3 separate regions of the Mus musculus genome follow, and all the other regions are linked to region 2. A link is a contact called in public Hi-C data. All regions are on one chromosome and are shown on one strand. Each heading gives the region's core, a stretch centred on a gene start, on an enhancer-like site or on the middle of the called end of the contact. The rest is flanking DNA. Distances are from core to core; before and after follow the strand shown.

Region 1 (4,431 bases), core at 339-2,838, 360 kb after region 2:
CACAAACTGTGTGGTGACCATGTCTAGTCCTGTCTGGTGTGTTGTCCCTTTCTTCACTGTGTCTGCTTTGCTGCAGCTGGCTATGTGTATGAGAACACCCCTGACAGGTGCTCTCTCTGTATCTTCATTTATTCATTCATTCATTCATTCATTCATTCATTCATTCATTCATTCATTCATCTTGTCATCCATTCCGTGATGTCTTCATTACTGGAGCCTCATACAAAGGCTTGAAGCTGAGTCAGTACTCTGGCTCTGTCCCTCCTCAATATTGTGTTGGCTGCTCTGGTCTTCTTTGGTTTTCCATATAAAGTCGTCGAATCAGTTTGTAAATATTCATGAAGAAGTCGACTTCTGGGATCGCACTGGATCTTCTAGATCAAGTTGGGAGGAATGTCTTAACAACGTCAAGTCTTATCCTTGAACATGGACTATCTTTTCTCTGATTTCCTTCAGTTTTCCCCATACAGATCTTGAATATATACAATATATATATATATATATGTATATGTGTGTGTATATATATATGTGTGTGTGTGTGTGTGTCTGTCTCTGTCTCTCTTTGCCTCTCTGCCTCTCTCTGTCTCTGTGTCTGTTTGTCTTCTTCTCTCTCATTTATTTGAATGTGTGCTTTTGTTATAGGATTCTTGTTCAGAGAAACAGGACACTGAAACTCTTTGCTAGGGAGCAGCTTATATGGCAACAGTATTTTCACTGGCGATTCTATGGCTATGGGGTTACTGTAACACTAAGGCTACATCAATGTTGCCATTATACTGAGGCTGAAGGAATGCAAGAACACTGCAGTTTTAAGTACCCAGACACTAATTAAGTCATGTTGTCTTTTCTTTGTTCTCAAAAGGTCCCTAACACATTCCAAGTACATTAATTAAAAAATATTAGGCTGTGGCTTTAGCTCAGTGGCAGAATGCTTGCCCAGCAGACACAAGCCCCTGGGTTCAAATCTCAGTACAAAATAAAGAGGTGTGGCACTGGGAGCTGGCTCAGTAGTTGAGAGCACTCCCTGCTCTTTCAGAAGACATGGCTTTGGTTCCCAATGCTTATGTCGGGATAACTGCCCATGATTCCCAGATCCAGAGAGGTCTGATGCCTCTGGCATCCAGTGGCATCTTCATGTGTGCACATGCCCACACAAAGACACACACATACACACTTAAAAATAAAACAATAAAAATCTATGTTCTTTTACTTTTAAAATATTTTAAAAAGAAAATTAGTAAGCAAATTATAGACATGCAGAGAAGGCTGAAGGAAACAGAGATGGTTGTTGAAGCACTTGTTTTATACACGGAGAACCTGAGACTTTATGAGGAGAGCAGTCAGCACAACTCCACTGAAGCCTGGAGCAGCTGAGAGTTGAGCCACTTGTGCTTGAAATAACTTTTCCCTTAGCAGAGCCATTGCAACTGTGTTACCCTCGGACCTTCCAGGGAGTTTCCCCCTGGAACGAAAAGTCACACTTGATGGAGTCTGGAGTTAAATTCATCTTCAAAGCAGGCAGAAAGTGACCGTGCTTTTAAAATCACAGCCAGTGCATGAAGGTCAAGGTTCTCGCCGCATTTTCAGATGAGTCATAGCCTGAAAGGAAATCGCGTCTGGCTTCCGTGAATCATGGCAGACCCACATTGATTCCTCCCCTCCCCATTTTGCAGAGAAAACACGTAGGCACCTGTCTGGAATTAAATGAGTCAGAAGGACAGGTATCATATCTGCCAGTGTCTACCCTAAGTGAAGGGACATTGTGCGGTGGGGGAGGAGGAACTGCCGTTGAAAGGAGATGAGGAAGCGAGTGAGTGGCAGACCAGGGTTAGAGCCTCGTCTGCTGCTGGAGGCAGTCCTGGTTTTACTCTGAGACGGAGCAGCATGAAGATAGATTCTCCGGTCAGTCGCTGAGCACTTGCTAGTGAGCAGGCTGTGGAACAGTTGTGTTCTCTACATTCCTGGAACAACTGTCTTCCGGGTGTGCCCAGCAGTCATCCTTTGGACTTTCCCTAATTGTCTCGCAGCTACGAGCTAACTCACAGGAGGACTCAGTTTTATCCATCCCAAGCCAGGCATGGAGCCTAAGCTCTTGGGGAAAAAGAGGCAGGGGGATCAGAAATTCAAAGCTTCCCCCTGCTACACAGAGGGTCCGTGGAAGGCCTGAGCTACATTGAGACCCTGTCTCAAAAAACAAAACAGGGTCGAGGAGATGCCTCAGTGGGTAAAGACACTTGCTGCTAAGACTGAGGGACTGGGGCTGACTCTAGGGACACACAGGACGGAAGGATGAACAGCCTCCACTTTGTCCTCGGACCACCATGCTAATGCCACCGCATGCGCGCACGTGCAGACACTTGCACACATAAAAATCAAAGTGGAGCTGGGCAGTGGTGGCACACGCCTTTAATCCCTGCACTTGGGAGGCAGAGGCAGGCGGATTTCTGCGTTCAAGGCCAGCCTGGTCTACAGAGTGAGTTCCAGGACAGTCAGGGCTACACAGAGAAACTCTGTCTCAAAAAAAAAAAAAAAAAAAAAAAAAAACCCAGCCTCCTGAGGTAGGACAAATGATGGGCAGTTAAGGGGGCAGGGGAAGGGAAAGAGAGCACACACCCACAGATCTAGGTTGCTCTTCCTGCTGATTCAGTCAAGACCTTCTAGCTCATTTGAGCAAGGAAGGCTTGGCTTATTACAAATACCTTTAATCCCAGCCTTTGGGCAGAGGCAGATGGATCTCTGTGACAAGTTCCAGGATAGCCAAGGCTATATACAATGAGACCTTGTCTCAACCAACCAACCAACCAACCAACCAACTAAACAACGGATATTGCCTGCACAGGTAAAGTGTTTCCCTAAAGACGTCCCAAGCAAGGCTGTGGAGAGCAAGTCAAAGGTATTTGCCTAGGGCCGGAGCATTTTTAACTTTCTGTCCCCCCATTCCACGATCCCTCTCTTATTCCTGAGTCTGAATGCATACCCCACAAGCTGGAAAAAAGATTCCATTTTTTTCTTTTATCGAAAATAGATTTTTGGGGCTGGAGAGATGGCTCAGCGGTTAAGAGCACTGACTGCTCTTCCGAAGGTCCTGAGTTCAATTCCCAGCAACCACGTGGTGGCTCACAGACACCTGTAATAAGATCTGACACCCTTTTCAGGTGTGTCTGAAGACAACTATAGTGTACTTACATATAATAAATAAATAAATAAATAAATAAATAAATAAATAAATCTTTAAAAAAAGAAAATAGATTTCCCCCCTTATCTAATATATCCTGATTACAGTTTCTCCTCTCTCTCCTCCCAGTTCCTCCCCACTGCACCTTCTGTCTAGATCCACTCCCCTTTTGTCTCTCATTAGAAAATAAACAGGCTCCTAAGGGATAGTAGTAAAATAAAGTAAATTATAGAACAGAACAAAAACTAATACATCAGAATAAGACAAAACAGACAGACAGGAGGAAAAGGCACGAGAAGCCGAGAGCCACTGGTTCACGTCCTCAGGAATTCCATCAAAACACCCAACTGGAAGCCACAGTAAGCATGCAAAGGCAACAGATTTACATTCGATTCTTCTTGCTCCTACTTATCCTTCTAGATTATGATCATATCTAAGCATTAATTCCTATTTATAAATAAAATTAACGTGATATTTTTCACGGGAAGTCCCAAAGCACAAAAAATTAAACGTGGCAAGTTTGTACCTAAGAGACATTATGAAATGATAGCGAGATTAGCACATGGGAAACATTAGGAGTGCTTACCTGTGCTCGGAATAAAATGCTTTCCAATCACAAAAAGGAAGAAAAAACGAAACCCGATTTTTTTTCTACCGCAGCTTTTTCCTCACAAGCACGACGGTTTAAAGACTTGAATCGATTCTGTTCTCCTTTCAAAAATCTCCATTTTCTGCCTCAGATTACTCCTTTCTATCACGCACCAAGACCTCATGCTCTTGTGGATGCCAGTGTAAACGGAGCCTCGCCCACAGAGATGGTTGAGCAGTTAAGAGAACTTCCTACCCTTGCAGAGGACCTGGGCTCGGTGCTCAGCAACACACGGTGACTCCGGATTGTTCGTACCTCCAGTTTCAGAGGATCTGCTGACTCTTCTGACCTCTGAGGGCTCCTGCATGTGTTGGTGTGTGTAGGTATATTCGGTCACATACACATAAAATGAACTGTATGTATATGCTGTGTGCACACTCCTGGTTGCTTTCTGGCCAACTCCAGCCCCTTGAGAGCAGCATTTCAACAGGGGTTCCTCAGCCCTTGAAGACTGTAGTTAAAGTGGTTTACTTTCCTAATATTCATTCACTCTTCCACACCAGGAGAAAGATACTCCACCCCCCCGCCCCCCCAAAAAAATGCTTGCTAGCTTCTTACGGTCTCATGACGGTATTTCTCAGTCAGTGTGTGCATTTGTAATCCAAAG
Region 2 (4,127 bases), core at 1,497-3,996:
GGAATTGTTTTGATTGTTAATCAGTACAGAAGGACCCAGTCCATGGTGGGCGGCACCATTCCCTACGGCAGGGGTCAAGAGCTAAATGAGTCAGAGAACAGACAGAATCAAGCCATCTCACAAGCAGGCTGCCTGGACACACTCATTCATTTCTCTCCATGTTTCACTGTGGGTATGACACATCTGTTTCCTTGAGTTCCTGCTCTGACTTCTCTTAGCAATGGGCTGTGATGCCAAAGAAGTTCTTTCATCTTTTAAGTTGCTTTTGGGAAGAGGGTTTTATCACAACAACAGCAGGAGACTAGAACTGTCCACCAGGCACTGTCCACCAGGCACAGCTGGGCAACCTGGAACGTGAGAGTTGTCCCAGGGAATTGCCTGCTCAGAATGTAAGAAGGCATTTTGTCTACCCCAGGACCACATGGACTCAGGAGACAGGGTCAGAAGACCATAGTCATCTGCACCATTAGCTTCTAAACCTTAATCTTAAGACCCACTTCACATGTCCCAGCCACCTCTCCCCAACAAGGGCAACCTTGACCTGGATGTGGTTCCATTCGCCCTTGCTTCTTCCTACACAGAGGTTGTATATAAAAATGGCTCCCAGCCAGTGGCCACGGCTCCCCACCCAGACACTGCCACAGAGGGAGATTCTAGACCATGCTCTGTGAAGATGAATCTTCGTATCTGCCCTAACCTGACCCAAGCACTGACCCTCAGGAGCCTCCAGGGAGGTCAGTCGTCAGTAAGTGCATAGAAGTTAGTCAAGGAGATAAGGGCTGGGAAGGCAGAGCAGACAGGAGGTCAGTCAAGCCCTTTGTCAGCCTCTGGGAAGGCCCCACCCAGGCCCACTGCCACACAAGCCTTGGGCAGAACTGGTTTCCACACTGCTCTTCCTCCCCAGCCCCCACCTTAGTCTCTTTAGCTGTTGCTATGACAAAACACTGTCAGATACAACTTAAGGGGAAGGGTTTGTCCTGGCTCACAGTTCCAAGATACAGTCCACCAGTGGGGACATTTAAGATGCACGCATGCTGCTGCTCAGCTGCCTTTCTCCATTTACACAGTCCAGGATGCCCCTGACTAGGGAATGACGCCACCCTCAGTGGCTGGATGTCCCTACCTCAGTCAGTGATGGAGATAATCCCATGAGCCATGCCCAGGTGATTCTAGATGCTGTCAGGTTAACACTAACCATCATGCCTCGATGTTGGTGGTTAACTTCCTGTAGTGTGTCTAGGGAACAGCATGCACAGAAAAACTGGGATATAAAAAACAGAGGAAGGAGAGAGAGAGAGAGAGAGAGAGAGAGAGAGAGAGGGAGGGAGGGAGAGGGAGGGAGGGAGAGAGAGAGAGAGAGAGAGAGAGAGAGAGAGAGAGAGAGGAGAGAGAGAGACCCTGCTGGCATTTCCCTGCCTTGGTGCTGTAGGTGATGTGTCAGGTTTAGCTGTTGCCCTCCTGAGGTGGAGGCCTGAGCCTCTTTCTCTTCCAGCTGGGACACCTGCCCCGTGAGGATTGGCTGTGTGGAGTGCACAGCCCCCTTCTTCCCTGAGCGAACTGAGGACTTCAGAAAGGTCGCATTTGAGTGATCATAATTCCAGTTACCCACGTTCCTCAGAGCAGGTAGCAACTGCCCCGTGTTCTTTGGAGATGACGCAGCAATGCTGGAGAACAAGGCCACCTCATTTCTCCGCTTCTCTCTTCTGTCTCCTCGTGGCTCACCCAAACATTCTCAGTTCCTCCTAAGTTTCCTCCCTCACGATTTCTCTAAGCTGCAGCAAATCTTCCTGTCTTTCTGTTTGAATGTGTGCACACACAAGCCTCTTGAATGTGAGTGAGGACCACTCGTGTCTGAGAGGGAGTCCTGATTAGAAACCGCGTTCCCAGTCACCATGGGAAAGAGCACTCTAGCTAAGACAGTCTTTCCCACAAAGCCCTTGACCAGGCAGCTCTTTCTGTTTTAATTGCTAGCCAAAAACTCTCAAAGACAAATGTGGTTCTCCTGAGAGGAATAAAAAAAAAAATGAGGTTTCATCTTATATGCCATCATACTGGGAATCAAGGCGACACATTATCTAAGAATCAGAGAGACTGGGGGTGGGGGATAGCTCTGGGCCAGACCACTGAGAAATGAAAGGATTTAGACACCCCCTTCTCTGGGGTGACAGGCCAGGATTGCTAAAGTTCTGAGGAGTGTGCTGGGGTGGGGGTGGTGTGTTTCAGTATGACTGAGAAAAAGTCTCATCCATTAGAAAAAAAAAATGTCAGAATATGGCTATGAGCAAAGGCTTTTAACTGGCTTATTAACAACAGATATCCCCAAGCGCAGATAAGCCCAGTTGGAAGGCAGAAAGCAGAGCTGAGATATCTTCTGACAATTAAGGTACAGCCAGCGTCATAAGGAGGTTGGGGGAAGAGTGTGACTTTCAAGGAGGCACGGAGCAGACAATGGAAGTCTAAAAGCAACCCTGCTTAGCACACAAGAGGATCACAGGGACTACAGCAGGGCCACTCCCCCAGCCTGTCCCCTCTGCAGCACGCTGCCATAGCCACTAATGTCCTGAAAAGAAGGGTAAAGTGCATTTCCCAACTCCAGCCCTGACCGGGCCTCTAATTTTACTTCCATGAGTGTGCCCTGATGGATTTTTGAGAAGGGAGAGGTGGGTCATAAATAAAACAGGGCCCACAGCAGAGCTCTAATCAGTTGCAGCTGCTGCCTGAGGAGGCCTGACAGGCAGCTTGCCTTGGGACCTGGTGCATTCTGTGGCCAGCATGGGGGCGGGAAGACAGTGGATGCCTGGGGGAAAGGCCTGAGACATGAGTCTGCAGAATTCATTGCTCCTAATTAAAACCGCATTTACAGAGAACAAACCGTAGGGGCGGGGAGCATGCAGTGGGATTTCCTTGTAGCTTGGAAAATGAATCAACTTGGAAAGGGGTAGGGGCTGCCTATCTGCAAACTCCCTGCTGCAAACAGGACACTGCCCATTTCCATCCAAATATAAAAACCTGACCCATATTGTAGGGGAATGTGCTCATGGGGACCCCAGAGAGTGTCATCAGAATGGGGGACTGTTTAAATAGGATGACTGAGTCATTTGGTGGACCTAGAAGCTCTGTCCTCAGAGCTAGTGAGGAGACAATGCTCTGTGTGTGTGGGGGAACCAGGGGGCTTCAGGTAGGAAAAGCCCTACGTGACCATCGCCTAGTGTTTTCATGGAGTTTGTTATCTTGTTAACTAAAGAAAATTATAGGTCCTATTGCTGTGTATGTCTTTCAGTCAAAAATAATTCCGGAGATGAAAAGATGTTTTAAAAAAAATTAAGGTACAGTAGGGTGCCTTACAGGAATTGGTTTAAAATGGTCCTGTCATTTGGAGAGAACTGGTTGGCACATAAGCCAGCCTTGTAGAGAGGTGTAAGACCAGAAGTGAGGCAGAGTCTTTGGGATGTTCTTTCTCAGTCAGTCAGTCATTCATTCAGTGTGTGTGTGTGTGTGTGTGTGTGTGTGTGTGTGTGTGTGTGTAGGGAGGGGGTGCTGTTGCCCCTGTGACCTCAAGGCAAGGCTGCTCCAAAAGAGGCATAGAGAGCTGGCCCTGGCTGTTCTCCTGGGTGGCAGGAGCCCAAGCAGGACACTGCTGTAATGGTGGCGAGGGAATCAGACACACCCTGTGCAGGCTGAGTGTGTTCCCTGTACCTGGCACAGCTCAGTGGCATCAAAGGCCAGATGAGCTGCACTCTATGAGAAGGGCCAGCTGGAGGCCCTCTGAAGCCAGCTGTCCCTGCTTTAGCTTCTGAGCTCAGCGGGTGGGAGAAGGTTCCCAGGACGGCCTGCCCAACTCAAGATTGACCAGCCAGCCACCCACACAAGTCCTGGGGGAGAGGGCACCACATCTCACCTCTGACTCAGATAGACTGAGGACAAACAAAACACAAACTGAGCCTTCAGAGTGAGACATGGGGACTTAAATAACTTTAATACTCCCACCAAGGGTTCATAAGGTTCCTAAGAGCAGGCTGAGGCTCTGGCCTGATGGCTCTAAGTCAAGGGACAGTCTGAAAATACAAACACCATCTCTAGTGGGATGCAGATGGATCTCAAGCTAGATGAGCAGAAGAGAGTCCTGG
Region 3 (4,429 bases), core at 1,796-4,295, 340 kb after region 2:
GATTATTCCAATCCTGTGAACCAAGGAGTTTGTTAGCGTTACTTCTAGAGGTATGTGTGTATGGGAAGAGTTACTTCAGGAGCAGGGGTTGTGAGTTTTACAGTTGGGTTGGGAAATGTATCCCAGCAGTTGGGAGCCCAGGAATACCACAAAGTCATGTCACACAACAAACCTCACACAAGATGTATAGGCAAGGACACAAGAAGATGGCTGCCTCTGCTTGGGAGAGAAGCAGAAGAGAAATGAGCAGGAGGTAGGCGGTATATAGGGTTTTTTTGGGTGGGGCTTTGTGGGGGTGTTTTCTAAGGTAGCCTGGGATTTGTAGTCTGGGAGGCGAGGCTGGGCCACTCCTGAGACTGAGAGACTGGGCTTGGCCTTTAGAGTAGTCTGGGGGTGGGGCCTGGCCACTCAGGTCTTGAGCAGCCTACAGGAATGACTCAAAGGCATCTTTGAAAAGCTCCACCCCAACATGGTGCAGACAGGAGGAAAGCTGCAACCATGGATTTCCTCTTTAAGACTTGCAAGCAACTCAACAGTTGAGAGTACCTCCTCTCCTTAACCCGAGAATCTGTTCTCCCTCCGTCACTCAGCTGAAATTGTTTACTGCTTCCATAACCTCCAGGAGGGGCCCTGGTGACCCTTGTCTGTTTATGTTAGCAAAGTCATGCAATGTTTGTTTACTTCTTGAGTCTCATGAGTCACACCTCCGAGGGGTGGAGGGGACGTTTCAATTCAGAGGAAATTGCTGTATTAGAGAAGAATCTTCAATTTTATGTTTCTTTTTGTTTGTTTTCGTTTGGGGGTTCCAAATGATGACGGTTGGAGGTATGTCTTTAAGCCACAACCTCACATTTCACAGGTGACATCATGGAGTCATGATTGGCCCCATGCGCGAGTGTGGAGACCAAAGCCCTGAAAACAGGAAATGGTGTATACAGCAGTAGCAGGCTCAGCCCCAGGTTTTCTGCTTCCCGATGTGCTCATCTTTGGTGGCTGCCCTAATGATCTCTTCTTTTCTCTTGGAGTCTGACCACTTTACAGAGGCTGGTTCCGTGCTGACTCTCCTGTATCATCCTCCCTTGTAAGGAGGGAGGAAAAGAATCTAACCATCATGTTCAATACCTCTATGCTGCAGTCGCTCACGGTCTCTCTCCCAGCACGCACACGCGTTCAAATGCGTGTCACAGATATCCTTGTACGATTTGTTGACATTCTCAATGTCATATTCCTGCACAATTCAAAAGTGTGGCTGTCCTCTGGTTACATCTGTGTTTTTCAAAGGAGGGCACCCAACCCCATAGGTCATGAAACTGTGAGTGTGATCCACCATAAAGCAACCTTTTAAAAAAATTTTAATTTTTTTTTTTTTAGCTATAGACATTCGCTATCTCACAGATCCTCTGGCCAGGACTCTGAGCCCAGCTTAGCTAGCTCAGGGTTACAAAGACGATGCCCGCTAAGCTGTGTGCTTCATCTGAAATCCCAACAAGGGGGTGAAGCCTCTTTCAAATTCACTCAATTTATCAACAGTTTGTTTCCTCTGGTCCACTCCACTCAAGGGTCCTGCTATTTGCTAGTGTTAATCTTATTACTGGTCTTGTTCCAGATAATGCCTGGGTGTTGTCTATGGGGTTGTACCACCTGTGGTGTCTCAAGGTGACCATTTTCTCACTGGGCCGCTCTAGTGTGCTAAGAGAGAAGTCATATATAAAATTGCTTAGTCATGAAATAGTTAGCACGTGATAACTTTTGCCACATTTTATTGGTCAGAACAGAAGGCACGGATCCTGCTGTTGGCCAAGAGGACAGGATCATGCATGGTATCAACAACTGGAGGTGCAGGTCAGTGATGATCGACTTAGGTCTGTTCCCACATCTGCGTTCTAAATGAAATAGAACAGAATTGCATGAAGTGTTAGGAAGAGTCACCTAAGAGGACAGCCAATCCTCTGTTTATGCGGCCTCCACAATACCGGTTCAGCCAACTGTGAATTAACAGTATCCTGAACAGAAATTTTCATCTGTACCAAGCATACACAACTTTCCCCTTTATCTTTATTTTCTGAAAATTAGACTATAACAATTTACATGGTGTTTATGTGGTCTTGGATAGGAGCAGTAATTAAGAAACGATTTAACAGGCAGGAGAGATGTCTCCGTGGTTAAGAGCCTGACTGCTCTTTCGAAGGTCCTGAGTTCAAATCCCAGCAACCGCTTGGTGGCTCACAACCATCCATAATGAGATCTGATGCCCTCTTCTGGGATGTCTGAAGACAGCTGCGGTGTACTTACATATAATAAATAAAGAAATCTTTGAGCCAGAGCGAGCAGGGCCAGAGAGAGAAAAAAAGTGTCTGAAGACAGTATACTTACATATAATAAATAAATAAATCTTTGAAAACAAAAAACAAAAAAGGAGAAATGATTTCACATGTAAAGGAGTTTGGGAATTGTAAAGTTCAGTGGTAGACCTTGTGTTCAGCGTGTGCTGACAGTCGGGTTCAATCTCTGGCAAAACACACGCACACACACAATGTCCTGGGTTTTTGGGTTTTGGGGTTTGTTTTGTTTTGTTTTGTTTTTTGTCGAGTTAACATAAGCTAGAGTTGTTCAGGGAAAGAGAACCCGAGTTGAGAAAATGACCTCACTAGGTTGGCTTGTGGGCAAGCCTATGGGTCATTTTCTGGATGAATGGTCGACGTGAGAGAGTCTGATTCCCTGGGGATACCCCTCCTCCTGAACAGGTGTTCCTGGACGGCACAGGCAAGCAGGGTGAACTGGGCATGGTGAGCAAGCAGCAAGTGATGTTCTTCCATGCCTCTGCTTCAGGGTCCTGCCCTTGGCATGGAATGAATGCCTTCGCAGTGAGAAATCATGCCGCCGCTAAGATTAATAAAGGAAACATTCCTTAACATTTGGTTCTGGCTAATGTAGCAAAGGGAACGAGCCCAGAATGACAATCCCATCAGTTTATAGCTTCCTGGCCTCAAGTTACATTTGAGCAATTAAACAGGTTCCAGGGCAGCAGAAAATCCAAGGTCTGGTTGTTTTCGGGAAAGATTTACAATGTCACAATATTATTATAGTCATCCGGATACAGACTCGCACTGCTTTTTCCAGGCAGCTGTTAACCAAGGTCATCTTGTCTGCTTGGCAGAAGTAATATTGATAGAGAACCAGAGTTTTACTTTATGTAACTTGATCTTTCTTAAGCGGGGTTAGTAGATCCTTTATAATATCAACTTATTGTTCTGTTTTTCTCTACATCACCTTGAGTTCCCACCCTGGCTTCTTGGTTGTAGATATTTTCTGGTTATGATATTTATCATAGCAGTACAAACCCTAACACACACACACACACACACACACACACACACACACACACACACACACACACACTATAATGGTGTATATGAATAGAGTTTAAGAGAATGCTACATAATTTTACATTAGGGACTTAAGTCTCAGAGGACTTTAGTGCCTGACCAGGATGCTAGAACCAACCCTCTGCAGATACTCCTGTACTTTGGATCTGAAATATCCCCCGAAGACCTATTGTAAGGGTCTGAGAGTTGCTGAAGGCAAATCCTAGACTCAAATAGTATTCAAAAGCCAAGGATGTTTATTCTGCAGAAAAAAACCCAGCATATAGGGGGTCAGCCATTCAAACAAAATGATGAGGACCAGATGAACCCTCAGGCCCCTTTTAAGCACAACTAGGGGAAATTTAGGGATGGTTAGGTCTTTTAAATATGATTGGCTAGGTAAGCAGCAATTACATTAGTTATTAGTTAAATTAGTTGCTATATTAGCTCTACTGTTTTTGGTCAGGCCTTAGAGAAATTCCAGGAACTGTCTCAGTCTTTGAGCTACCTATCTCCCTTGGCTGGATGTCAGGCCTGCTGCTGATTAATGACCCATTGTCTGTGGGGTTTTTTGAGAACTCTTGACTGCTTCTTTGGGAAACTGAAGCTGAAGGCTGCTATTCTAAAATGGAGTGAATTAGGTCCTCTCACTATATGGTGAGGGCTTGGTCCACAGCTCTGGCATTGTCAGCATGCATAACAGGGGGACCTAGTGGGATAAAGTCACCACTGGGGACATAAACTTGAGGGGGCCACTGGGACCTCATCTCTTAAGCTCCCTCCTCTTTTTCTTCTCAGCTGCTATTGGGTGAACAAGGCCTCCTTCTATCATGTCCCACCAGGGGCACTCACTGTGTTATCTTAGGCTCAAAGTAACGAGATTGGGTGACTGTAGATTGAAACCATTGAATGGGTAAGATAGAGAAGCCTTCCTCCTTTTTGTGTTTGTCATTGGTGTGTTCATGTGCGTGGGTACACACGGAGGCTGGAGGACAGCCTCGTGGGTTCTTACTCATGAACCCTCCCCTTTCTTCTTAGGAGACAAAGTCTCTCATTGGCCCGGA

Evidence for each region. Hi-C and Micro-C count contacts between places; a contact is called where the count stands out from the background.
Region 1: a Hi-C map of myocytes shows a contact between it and region 2, with 3 times the contacts expected there. The contact joins two enhancer-like sites. A contact is called at or near these places in 7 of 484 Hi-C or Micro-C datasets (Sertoli cells, embryonic stem cells, myocytes and 3 more), 1 of 115 datasets of contacts at active chromatin or transcription factors (embryonic stem cells) and 1 of 9 other capture datasets (embryonic stem cells).
Region 3: a contact with region 2 is called in a Hi-C map of myocytes, with 2.8 times the contacts expected there. The contact joins two enhancer-like sites. A contact is called at or near these places in 3 of 484 Hi-C or Micro-C datasets (myocytes, nephron progenitors and uterus) and 2 of 115 datasets of contacts at active chromatin or transcription factors (both in embryonic stem cells).

The regions. Positions count from the first base shown.
Region 1 is chr13:50,955,653-50,960,083 of GRCm38.p6, reverse strand. No RefSeq gene overlaps it. Among named protein-coding and RNA genes, the nearest start is that of 1700048B10Rik, 24 kb to the right of the region's middle. Within about 2 kb of position 1,588, at least 62 of the 459 cell types and tissues checked have an H3K27ac peak or open chromatin away from gene starts, as enhancers often do. A contact at or near this core is called in myocytes and uterus, where this site is marked.
Region 2 is chr13:51,313,295-51,317,421 of GRCm38.p6, reverse strand. The region is part of intron 2 of Gm46414 (a long non-coding RNA gene); the gene reads right to left. Among named protein-coding and RNA genes, the nearest start is that of S1pr3, 93 kb to the left of the region's middle. Within about 2 kb of position 2,746, at least 178 of the 459 cell types and tissues checked have an H3K27ac peak or open chromatin away from gene starts, as enhancers often do. A contact at or near this core is called in myocytes and uterus, where this site is marked.
Region 3 is chr13:50,974,062-50,978,490 of GRCm38.p6, reverse strand. No RefSeq gene overlaps it. Among named protein-coding and RNA genes, the nearest start is that of Gm32613, 15 kb to the left of the region's middle. Within about 2 kb of position 3,045, at least 22 of the 459 cell types and tissues checked have an H3K27ac peak or open chromatin away from gene starts, as enhancers often do. A contact at or near this core is called in myocytes and uterus, where this site is marked.